Regions from separate parts of the Mus musculus genome. Here regions 2, 3 and 4 are each linked to region 1. A link is a contact called in public Hi-C and HiChIP or PLAC-seq data. All regions are on one chromosome and are shown on one strand. Each heading gives the region's core, a stretch centred on a gene start, on an enhancer-like site or on the middle of the called end of the contact. The rest is flanking DNA. Distances are from core to core; before and after follow the strand shown. Region 1 has its middle 19 kb from the start of Gm33857. Region 2 overlaps Pik3cb (phosphatidylinositol-4,5-bisphosphate 3-kinase catalytic subunit beta). Region 3 overlaps Pik3cb (phosphatidylinositol-4,5-bisphosphate 3-kinase catalytic subunit beta). Region 4 overlaps Pik3cb (phosphatidylinositol-4,5-bisphosphate 3-kinase catalytic subunit beta).

Evidence for each region. A called contact is a pair of places that touch in the nucleus more often than the background predicts. HiChIP or PLAC-seq counts read pairs in DNA pulled down with a chosen protein or histone mark.
Region 2: a contact with region 1 is called in a Hi-C map of bone marrow-derived macrophages, with 39 read pairs. The contact joins two enhancer-like sites. A contact is called at or near these places in 10 of 484 Hi-C or Micro-C datasets (bone marrow-derived macrophages, cerebral cortex, embryonic stem cells and 1 more), 4 of 115 datasets of contacts at active chromatin or transcription factors (the HPC-7 cell line, acute myeloid leukemia, embryonic stem cells and 1 more) and 1 of 9 other capture datasets (embryonic stem cells).
Region 3: a contact with region 1 is called in a Hi-C map of bone marrow-derived macrophages, with 59 read pairs. The contact joins two enhancer-like sites. A contact is called at or near these places in 19 of 484 Hi-C or Micro-C datasets (the AML12 cell line, the Ba/F3 cell line, the G1E-ER4 cell line and 10 more) and 5 of 115 datasets of contacts at active chromatin or transcription factors (the HPC-7 cell line, embryonic stem cells, extraembryonic endoderm stem cells and 2 more).
Region 4: an H3K27ac HiChIP or PLAC-seq map of microglia shows a contact between it and region 1, with 6 times the contacts expected there. The contact joins two enhancer-like sites. A contact is called at or near these places in 1 of 15 datasets of contacts at CTCF or cohesin (the NIH/3T3 cell line), 16 of 484 Hi-C or Micro-C datasets (the AML12 cell line, the G1E-ER4 cell line, MC3T3-E1-derived osteoblasts and 10 more) and 8 of 115 datasets of contacts at active chromatin or transcription factors (the HPC-7 cell line, bone marrow-derived macrophages, embryonic stem cells and 4 more).

The regions. Positions count from the first base shown.
Region 1 is chr9:99,179,055-99,181,732 of GRCm38.p6, reverse strand. No RefSeq gene overlaps it. Among named protein-coding and RNA genes, the nearest start is that of Gm33857, 19 kb to the right of the region's middle. Within about 2 kb of position 1,317, at least 43 of the 459 cell types and tissues checked have an H3K27ac peak or open chromatin away from gene starts, as enhancers often do. A contact at or near this core is called in the HPC-7 cell line, bone marrow-derived macrophages, conventional type 1 dendritic cells and 3 more, where this site is marked.
Region 2 is chr9:99,061,441-99,064,118 of GRCm38.p6, reverse strand. It overlaps Pik3cb (phosphatidylinositol-4,5-bisphosphate 3-kinase catalytic subunit beta), which reads left to right. Exons shown (of 24, transcript NM_029094.3): 13 at 1-99; 14 at 1,161-1,282; 15 at 2,245-2,388. Among named protein-coding and RNA genes, the nearest start is that of Gm1123, 27 kb to the right of the region's middle. Within about 2 kb of position 1,373, at least 3 of the 459 cell types and tissues checked have an H3K27ac peak or open chromatin away from gene starts, as enhancers often do. A contact at or near this core is called in bone marrow-derived macrophages, where this site is marked.
Region 3 is chr9:99,089,389-99,092,066 of GRCm38.p6, reverse strand. It overlaps Pik3cb (phosphatidylinositol-4,5-bisphosphate 3-kinase catalytic subunit beta), which reads left to right. Exons shown (of 24, transcript NM_029094.3): 7 at 1,747-1,917. Among named protein-coding and RNA genes, the nearest start is that of Pik3cb, 49 kb to the left of the region's middle. Within about 2 kb of position 1,381, at least 53 of the 459 cell types and tissues checked have an H3K27ac peak or open chromatin away from gene starts, as enhancers often do. A contact at or near this core is called in the HPC-7 cell line, bone marrow-derived macrophages, granulocyte-monocyte progenitors and 2 more, where this site is marked.
Region 4 is chr9:99,108,519-99,111,196 of GRCm38.p6, reverse strand. The region is part of intron 2 of Pik3cb (phosphatidylinositol-4,5-bisphosphate 3-kinase catalytic subunit beta); the gene reads left to right. Among named protein-coding and RNA genes, the nearest start is that of Pik3cb, 30 kb to the left of the region's middle. Within about 2 kb of position 1,381, at least 66 of the 459 cell types and tissues checked have an H3K27ac peak or open chromatin away from gene starts, as enhancers often do. A contact at or near this core is called in the HPC-7 cell line, bone marrow-derived macrophages, conventional type 1 dendritic cells and 2 more, where this site is marked.

The DNA.
Region 1 (2,678 bases), core at 68-2,567:
AAATTCAATCTTTGGAAGTAGTTGTTGTTGTTGTTGTTGTTGTTGTTTTTGTCATTTATGTATTGTGGTCCATAATACCCTTAAACTCACTCCGTAGCATAGGTTGTCCTTGATTCTGGTGGTCCTCCTGCCTCAACCTCCTTAGCAGTAGGATTATAAGAGTGTGCCACCATATACATCTTGGAATTAGAAGAGTCGGTGCAGATCTGCAGAAAAAAGGATGGTTATGAGAGATGACCAGTGCGCTCACATTTCCATGTGCCAAAAGCTGATAGCCACGGGGTGGCTGAGATGATTCCATGGAAAAGTTTGTGCTGCCAAGTTTAACGACTTGACTTTGATGCTTTGGTTTCAGTCCCCAGCACCCACATAGGACAGCTCACAACCACCTGTAACTCCAGCTCCTCTGGAGATGATGTCCGCTTTTGACCACGGTGGTGGTGAGGGTACCTTCCTTCATGTAATATACAAACAGACAAACATACTCACAACATATACATAAAAAATAAGTGTTAAAAAGAGGAAAAAGGAATGAAGGAAGAGAGGAAAGGAGGAGGGAGGGAGGGAGGAGGGAGGAAAAATACTCTGTGACTAGGGGCAGGGATCTCTTTTTGCTCAGGTGATCCAGGGAGCACACAGAGCAGTGAAAGAGTGGGTGTGGCTGGGTGTCAAGGCTCACACCTGCAGTCTCAACACTCGACAAGAGGCTAAGGAGTTCAAGGCCAACCTTAGTTACACATTGAGTTCAAGCCTGGAACATGTGAGGTAAGAATAAGATTTTTAAAAATACAATTGCCACGCAGTGGTGGCACAAGCCTTTAATCCCAGCACTTGGGAGGCAGAGGCAGTCAGATCTCAGAGAAACCCCATCTCCAAAAACTAACTAACTAACTAACTAACTAACTAACTAACTAACTAACTAACTAAGTGATGGACAGGCAGATTTCCGGCTCTAGAGGTCCATTGGACGAATACTCCCAGAGCTACTCTTCCGGGTGGCCCAGCCCCAGTCACACACCTCAGACCAGATCTGCCTCCAGGCCCACACCTGCTGCTCTCTAGCAGCTCTCCCTGCTGCTTCTCGGAAGCCATGCCCCGTGGCTTTGATGGAAACAGCGCAGCAGCCCACGAGGCTGTGGGCTCTGCAGGGGCCGCACACCGGGTCATACCGTCACCAAGGGCTGCAGTAGATGTGACAATGCTGGGCCACCAAAACTTGGTTAGTGTCACTTGCCAGGAACCTCAGGGAGGCCCGCTGCTGGAGCAGCAATCTAGCAGTACTTCCCCTCTCCCCCTCTGCCCCCCACAGTTTCTGGAGTGTGGCCAGAATCAGGCTGATGTCATGGTCTCTGAAGGTTTCAAGGAGGGAATGCTGGGACAATGCAGAGTTACAAATGCAGGATTAGTCTAATCAAGAGATTTAAACTGAAGAGATGGAAAGTCTGTTCTGATGGTCAACTCCTTTGGGGTCAAATGACCCTTCCACAGGGGTTGCCTAAGACCATTGGGAGAAAAACAAACAGATACTTGCATTACGACTTATAATACTAGTGGCCAGTTGGTATAGTGCACACCTTTAATCCCAGCATTCGGGAGGCAGAGGTGGGTAGATCTTTGGGAGTTCAAGGCCAGCCTGGTTTACAAAGGGCGTTCCTGGCCAGCCAGGGCTATTCAGAAACCCTATCTCAGAAAAACAAACAAACAAACAAGGAAAACAGAGTCAACATTACAGTTATGAAGTAGCAACAAAAATAATTTTATGCTTGGGAGTCACCACAACATGAGGAACTGTATTCAAGGGTTGCAGTGTTAGGAAGGCTGAGAGCTGTTGTTCTGGCATAAAAAGAGAAAGCAATACTGAAAGTGCCTTCTTTGTAAACCTCTTGCTGACCATAGTACCCTGGTTTAGAACAGCCGTGGGAAAGTTCTCAGTGTATACAAGTTCAGAGATGTGTAGAGTTCAAGGCTGAGCAAGTATTTGGCCATCTTAAATCTTAAAAGCTGTGGTTGATGTATTTATTTATGAGTGAATTAAAATAGTGATTGTCTTAGTTAGGGTTTTACTGCTGTGAACAGACACCATGACCAAGGCCAGTCTTATAAAGGACAACATTTAATTGGGGCTAGCTTACAGGTTCGGAGGTTCAGTCCATTATCATCAAGGCAGGAACATGGCAGCATACAAGCAGGCATTGTACAGGTTACAGCTGAGAGTTCTACAACCTTCATCTGAAGGCTGCTAGCAGAATACTGGCTTCCAGGCAGCTAGAAGAGGGTCTTAAAGCCCACGCCCACAGTGACACACCTACTCCAACAAGGCCATACCTTCAAATATTACCATTCCCTGGGCCAAGCATATACAAACCATCAAGGTCATTTTTATTCCACCTGGAATCGCTCAGAATGTAAAACAGCTTGGGATACATGAGGTCTAAAATGAAGCAGGTCCTGTTAGCTGAAATGGAGTGACACAGAGATCCGCAGGTCCTGTTAGCTGAAATGGAGTGATACAGAGATCCGCAGGGGCAAGGCATTGATTCCCCAGCGAGGCACTGCCCAGATAATATGACGTATGGAAGGAGCTCCTGCATTGTCCCCCATAATTCCCCCTGCTGGTCTCCCCAGTATGACCTGAGGCAGCCAAATCCCCTCATTCTCAATACCAACTTGGGCTATAA
Region 2 (2,678 bases), core at 124-2,623, 120 kb after region 1:
ATTTGGACTCTACGGCAAGACTGCCGAGAAAATTTCCCTCAGTCACTGCCAAAACTACTCTTGTCAATCAAGTGGAATAAACTTGAAGATGTTGCTCAGGTGACAGAAAATTCCTTGTCCCTCCCTCTCCCATCTCTTCCTTCTCTCCCTCCACTTTCTTTCCCCCAAATAACAAGTGTGTGTGTGTGTGTGTGTGTGTGTGTGTGTGTGTGTGACTCTGATTTTGTGTAAAATGTCTTTCCGCAGAAGTATTTCCATTTGTTGGATGTTTTGTTTTGTTACTATGTAACCTTAGCCTCTCTCAAATGTCCAGTCCTCCTGTCTCAGCCTTTAAGGGCTCCACATCTCACAGAGCCATGGCAGAGTTCCTCTTCTGAAGACCTGGGTGTGGCCACAGCTATGTCTTCACATGCAGCTCCAGCTCTTGCCCAGGGAGTCTTGTCGTCTAATGTCCTGTAGCATTTATAACAGGATTTATTAGCCATAAACAGAATGTAGGCACTGTTCAGTTCTCGTGGACCACTCACTTTTATTTCTGATCTGAGGAGCTCGAGCTGTTCTGGCTAATAAAAAGTCTGTAAAGTAATAGATTTCTTTAAACATTCATCTAAAGGCAGATGGGCTTGGTGGTGTGTGTACCTTAAATCTCAGCACTCAGAGGCAGAGACAGGCTGATCTCTGAGTTCTAGACTAACCTAGTGTACAGACAGAGTTCCAGGACAGCCACAGCTACACAGAGAAACTCTGCCTCAGACAAACACATACATACATACTATACATACGTACATACATACATACATACATACATACATACTTTGTAGTTTTAAAATGAGTTATTGACTTTCTTAGTATATATGTCTTTACTTAGCTTGAGACTTGGCTTATTTATAGTTGTTTTGTTCTTAAATTATGCGGTGGTTAATCACTGTAGATACCTGCAGTGTCTTACTTTGTTTTTGGTAGGCACAGAATAACCTTTTAAACGTACACAGAATGTTTCAGAAACAAAGGCAACCTTTGTTAGTCTGCATCTGCCAGGATGTTTGAGGCATCAGTAGTTAAATTTTTTCCTTGTTTTGACTCATCTGTGCTCCCATGTGCCGGGAAAGGTAAGTTACTTTTGTCCACCAAACTTCTGACCCAGTTTTCATTTTAAACAGCTTCAGGCGCTCCTGCAGATATGGCCCAAACTGCCCCCCAGGGAAGCCCTGGAACTCCTGGATTTCAACTATCCAGACCAGTATGTCCGGGAATACGCTGTAGGCTGCCTTCGACAGATGAGGTATCTCTTTTCTGGCACCATCATGGGGCAAGGAGTTACCAGAGTGGGCAAGGAATGTGTGTGAGCACTGGTGGCCAGGTCTTGTGTGGGATCTTAGCGCCCTCTGCTGGCTCTGCGGTGCAGCCCTTACTGCTGCATGAACACTTTAGGTGTGGGAAGGCCACTTTCCCCTTTCACTACAGGACCGAGTTCTGAAACCTTGGTTTCCAAGCGCCTGCCCTTGGCCAACCCTGGAGGCCAGCACTTCTAAACTGAGCAGCCATGCCTCTGTCCCCTCTTTCCTTCCCCATAGTCTATTAATTGCCCCAAATAAGAAGGGTTGGTATTTTAGGATGGAGGCAAGTTTATTTATTTTCACATGGGATCTGCCCTTGAACTCACCGTGTAGCCCAGGCTAGCTAGTTGTCAAGCTCAGACTGATCTTCCTGTCCCCATCCTGGCTATGGTCTTTCCTTGCTTTTAAAATCAGATCTATTTTGAATAGTTTGATAGGCAGAAGGAACTATGTAACCTCTGTATTAGTCTGAGATGTAGAATCCTATGACTAGGAGAAGCAGCCTCCCACTTTATATTTGTTGTTTCTAGTAGCTATAGGTTTTTATAAGTGGACATGGAGAAACTTTGTCTCAGAACCCTGATGTCCTTATTGACCCCTGGAACCTATCTAGACAGATTCACTCCACCACATTGTCCTCTGAACACTGGTACACATACCACATACATCACACACACACACACACACACACACACACACACACACACAAAATAATTATGTTATTTGGGGGCAGTGGGCACGACTCCTGGCAGTTTTTATGTATAATCACGTGGTACAGCGAATGTAAGCACATGACAGGCCTGGTCCAGGAGACCCACGCACATGAGCCAGGGCATGTGACAGTTGGTAGGGAAGGGTCCTTTCATGTTACAGGTGGCTGAGTTTCTCTCCCTTTTGTTTCTTTCAGTGATGAAGAACTCTCTCAGTATCTTTTACAATTGGTGCAAGTTTTGAAATATGAGCCTTTTCTCGATTGTGCCCTCTCCAGATTCCTATTAGAAAGAGCACTTGATAATCGGAGGATTGGGCAGTTTCTGTTTTGGCATCTTAGGTAAGTCTTTGCTATTGCGATTTGATACCATGATGTTCTCTAATAACTAACCCGGTGTGATGTCAGACAGCCAGTGGACTAGCAGCAGCTTCTCCAGGTGCTTTCTGATCCATCCGTGACATTTACACTGTTTGGTGCCTTCTCTTATCTTTTGATACCTAAATTCTGTTTTCATCATTTGGCAAAGTATTTCAGGTAAGTATTCTATGATACTTTCTAGATTTTGAACTAAAACTAGTAACTGTTATATTGTAATATTTTCTAACAACTAATTTTTGTTTAAAAATATT
Region 3 (2,678 bases), core at 132-2,631, 90 kb after region 1:
GTTAGGTTTTTGAGACCAAGGTTCTACTCTATAGCCCACAGGGATGTAATCCTGCTCCAGCCTCCAGCTATTGAGCTACACACGTGAGTTAGCTCTTGTCAGGAGTGTGGAGGGGCCACATATTGAGTGATGTCTGTAAGAAAAGAAAGTTTTGAAGTCAAGTGTGGCAGTATGTTCATGCTCCTAGCAGTGGAGAGGCAGAGGCAAGAGGTCTGGAGTCAACAACCAGGCCAGGCTATTCGATCCCTGTTTCGAGTGTCCAAAGAGAAAACGGGTTGAGATGCATTTAACAGGTAACAGAATTTTATACTGTCTTGTCTGTTAAAGTTGTGGCATGTCCTCTTGTTCAAGAGGGGGCCTAGGATAGGACAGCTTATGTGCACAGCTCTGGGGTAGTGAGCAGTTGAGCTCTAGCTGAGCAGGAAGAAGAAAGCAAAAGTGTCAGGTGAGCAACCTGGAGATCCTTCTCTTCCTCCCAGTCTGTCGTCTTGCACAAGACATCCTCCATCAGGCTAGCACAGAATAAGCTGGATCAAGCTTTGGATCTATAGAAGGAGTTTATTTTCAGGAATTCATGGGATTTATACATATATATTTGTAATCTTAAAAGTAGGAATGGTCACTGTTTGTTTTTTAGTTTATCTTTTGTGGAGCCTCCTGGTTTTATGAAAATAAAACATTAGACTGAAAGACCAGAAGGTCTTTCCTGGGTAAACTGCTGGTGGCGCTCGCCTAGAATCCTGTGCTGCAAAAGGGCCACCTCAGGCGTCCTCTGGACTTAGACCATCCCTGGCTGATTGGCCAGCATGTAACTTGGGCATCAGATAAATAGATTTATATTTGGGTCTTAGAGATACGAGGTGTGTTAAGTTAGCTCTTCTGGTTTTCATGGCCACAACCTGTGAAATGGAACTTGGTCTCTTGAAGACTGTTATTAAGAATAACCACAATGTAAGTATCTCTCTCCATTCCTAGGTAATTGGGTACTCAGTTAACAGTGGCTGTTTTATGTGGGTTTTTGCTGTTGATGGCTTGTTTGATGATAACAATTGGACAGGGTTTCTTGCACCTGCTAGGCAATGATCTGAATTCAATCCTTGGCCCGTAGTCTTCAGAGACAGGGCCTCTTGCTCATACTGAGCTGAGCTACTGTTTTCTTAACACTGACCTCAAGCTTGTGGCCCCTGGGTTTAGTTTCCCAGCAGTACACCACAAAGATGCATCAGCATTGCTGTGCTGTGCTGTGACCTTATAACGTTTTCACTTGTTCTATGTGTAGTTGTGTGCACCAGAGTGTGCTTGTGGAGGTCAGGGAACAACTTTTGGGAGTAGTTTCTCTCCTGCCACCGTAGGTCAGGGCTGAACATGAGTCATCAGACTTGGTGACTTGATGACTTGGTGACTAGTGCCTTTCCCTGCTGAGCCAGCTCACTGACTCCTGTGTTGTAGTTTTACATTTACTTTTATATTACGTGTATGGGGGTTTTGCCCTTGTGGACGTATGTGCACCATGTATATGTAGTGCCTAAAGAGGCCAGAGGTGGTTGCAGGATTCCCTGGAGCATCCAGGGGCTGCTGCCTCTCCAGCTTTCCTGTGTTGTGACTTTAAATGATTATATTCTTGATACTAAGTTGAGTAACATATACCTATACTGTACATTTAGTGTAGTGCTGTTCATATTAATTTTCTTTGTTGATTTAAATGATGCCTGTAAATCTCTACCCTCGCCTCTCCTGCTACTTCAGTACATCCGGAATTGTGTGATGAATAGAACCCTGCCCCACTTCATCCTTGTGGAATGTTGTAAGATCAAGAAAATGTATGAACAAGAAATGATTGCCATAGAGGCTGCCATCAACCGAAACTCATCCAACCTTCCTCTCCCTTTACCACCAAAGAAAACGCGAGTTATTTCTGTAAGTTTCCTGTGTCGGCCTTTGGTAACCCCAAAACCATGTGATTTTCAGTTGTGCTCTCAGTCTCAGACCTGTTTCCTTTACTCACTTCTCCTTCTGTGACAATCAACATCTTTGCCAAAAGCTCATCACCATTTACTTGAAAAATAGCCTTCTCCTGCATGGTATTTTTAGTGCCCTCTCACCAAATACTATCAGGTTAGATATTATACTTAATCAGCTTGAGACACAGGACACAAGATATCTGAATAGGCAGACTATTTCTATGTTGTTTCTTTTTCTCAGCCTTGCTTGTGGCTCTGGTTCCCAACTTGAGGCTTAGAAATCCCCAGCGGTGTATCTCATTTCTTTTCTTTTTCTTTTTGTAAAAGATTTTTATTTATTTTATGTATATGAGTACACTGTCACTGTCTTCAGACACCAGAAGGGGGCATCAGATCTCATTAGGAGTGGTTGTGAGTCATCATGGGTTGCTGGGAATTGAACTCAGGACCTCTGGAAGAGCATTCAGTGCTCTTAACCACTGAGCCAGCTTTCCAGCCCAGCATATTTCATTTCTATCAGCTTAACCTTTTAGGACAGTTTTGGGGTGACTAAGGCAGTTAAAACCAGTGTTCCATTGTGGGTTCAGGCTGGCATGGAACTTGTTTAGACCCAAGGCAATCATGATCATCCTGTCTCAGTTTCCTGTGTTCTGGAATACAGATGGGTTCCAACACGTCCCCCTGCCCTCTGCCTGCCTCTCCCTCACTTCACTTCTT
Region 4 (2,678 bases), core at 132-2,631, 71 kb after region 1:
GGATACCATGCTTGCAGGGCAGATCCCTTGCCTGCAGAGCCCTCCTGCTGTCTTGTCATTCTGGCCTCTTGTTTGAACTGATTTTGAATTGTTAATCCACAGTGAATGATCACAACAGCAGGAATGGTGCAATTCAGATTAGTGAAAGAAAATGGTGATAAATGAAGTAGAAATGCCCTTGCTGAGACCCACAGCATCCCATCCAAATTGTTACTCAAGAAACGAAACATCTCCAAGACATGCTGCTCTAACCGCAGTGCTTGTCTAAGTCAGGAGAAGGTTACAGGTGGGCAGATTTCTGTGAGTCCAGGATAGCCAGGGCTATGTAGAGAGACCTTGTGTCAAAACAAAACAAAAAGTGGTAATCATAGAATTAAAAACTCAAATATATGTTTAAAGACGTATAAAATTAGTCTTTTAACTTCATTATAAATTTACTTTTTGTTTTGCATTTTGTTTGTGTACACATGAAAAATTTAAAATTACTTTAGAGAGATCTCTTTCATAGCATTACAGTGCTTTAAAATTATTTTTAAAATGAAATGCTGAAGTTCCACATGATAGTAGTTATATGTAATCCATTGTAGTTTTGCTGCAGTCAGGAGAATTACAGTGAGCTTGAGGCTAGCCTAGGTTACAAAGTGAAAACATGTTGGTAAAACAAAGTAACAAAATGGCTTAGTTTTACTGCAGAGCAAAGTAAGTGGTGGAATGGGGAAGAGTCCTAGTAGCAGCTATCACTTAAGTCACCTCTGAAGGAAGCCTCCAGGCTGCAGTAGCAGATATAGCCTTTGCTGCCAGTGTGCATGGTGTCTTCCAGTGGCTGGAGAGTAGGGCACACAGAGAGGATAATGACAAAGAATCCAGTTATCAGAGGAAGACAGGGAACCTTGCGCCACCAGGGATGCATGATTAAAATAGTATGCTTAAGGGAAAAGGCCCGAGATTTCCCGGAGTGGGAGAAGGTGGGCGCTGGCGACATCTAGATGCTCTGCGGAGAGTGGCGGAACCCTACTGTTTGCTCCTTTTCCTAGCTTCGAGCACACGTTTCCATTCTCAGGAGGGCCTTTCTCTCTTAGAAACGATTACTATCCACATGGTCCTCCGGCATCTTTTTGTTCCAGGACAGCAAAACCTGGAAGGCTGAGTGGGTGTCCCCCTGTATATACTCAAGGCACACATAAAACAGTAGACTCACCTTTCTTCGCACTTTATCATGGAAATAAGAAAAAACGTATCCTTTAATTTTCTTTCAGAGCTTCTTCTATCCTTTTCGGAGTTGTTTTGGTTGTGCTTGTTCACATGTGTACATGTGTGTTGGTTTCTCCTTCTTTCCTGATTTAGAGAAGTACTTTAGTGGCTTAGCTGGCATGCTGCTGGGGAAGTGGAGGTCTCTATATTGTTCCTCTTTCTCCTGTGAACAGACACGGCTTGTGTTCTGTAATTCCTGTCTAAGGGTTCAGTGGGGCCAGTTGTCCCTGCTGTGTTCTGTACCCCTAAAGCTTCCCTGAGAAGTTGTCATACCTAAAAATATTCTGTTCTCAGTGTTAGATCTTATGTTTTCATACTTAAGATACAATGACCTAAGCTCTTGAAGACTTGGTAGCCCTGTGCAGAACATTTCCTTTAAAGGAGGTGTGGGAAACATGGCTAATTGCTTTGAAAAATGAAAGAATACCCTTTCTGCTCCTGTCCCTGACTTGCTGGATAGGGCTGTCTCTGGGCTTTGGTTTTCTTACCTTTCTGTGAGGAGAGTATGCTACTCTTAAGACTCCTCCTGACCGGAAGCTCATAGGCTTGGCTCTGCATGTAGCACTTGCTCTCTGGAAGAAGGACGACAAGGCAAAGGAGAACAAAATGTTTTACTTTCAATTTAGTAGCAGCAGTGGGAGGTGCAGTGCTGGGCCTTGAACTCAGAACCTCATGCATGCTAGGCAGGCCCTCCCCACCATACTAATAGTTTACTTCCTTCCTTCCTTAATAGCCTTTCTTTCTTTCTTTCTCTCTTTCTCTCTTTCTTTCTTTCTCTCTTTCTCTCTTTCTTTCTTTCTTTCTTTCTTTCTCTCTCTCTCTCTCTCTCTCTTCCCTACTTTCTTTCTTTCTCTCTCTTTCCTTCCTTCCCTTTTAATTTTATTCTTCTCTTCTCTTCTCTTCTCTTCTCTTCTCTTCTCTTCTCTTCTCTTCTCTTCTCTTCTCTTCTCTTCTCTTCTCTTCTCTTCTCTTCTCTTCTTTCTCTCTTTGAGACAGGGCTTCTCTATGTAGCTCTGGCTGGCCTGGAACTAGCTCTGGCCTGGAAGAGAGATCTGCCAGCCTGTGTCTCCCAAGTGTTGGGGCTGAAGGTGTGTACCACCACTACCACCCAGCTGTGATTGTATTTTCTTAAAAGTATTTATTTTTATTTTAGTGGGAGGAGTTGCCCTTTTTGAGACAAGGTCTTTATTTCAAAGCTCTGGCTGTCCTAGGCTAGTCTCAGACTCACAGATCTGCCTGCCTTTGCCTCCTGAGTGCCAGGATTAAAGGTGTGTGTTACCATGTCCTGTTTTACAAGTATTTTTCTTTGTTTGAGACATGGGTTTTCTGTGTAGCCATCTGTAGACCAGGCTGAGCTTGGACTCAGGAATATTCTTATTTCTGCCTCTTGGTTGCTGGGATTAAAGGCCTGTACAACCACATCTGCC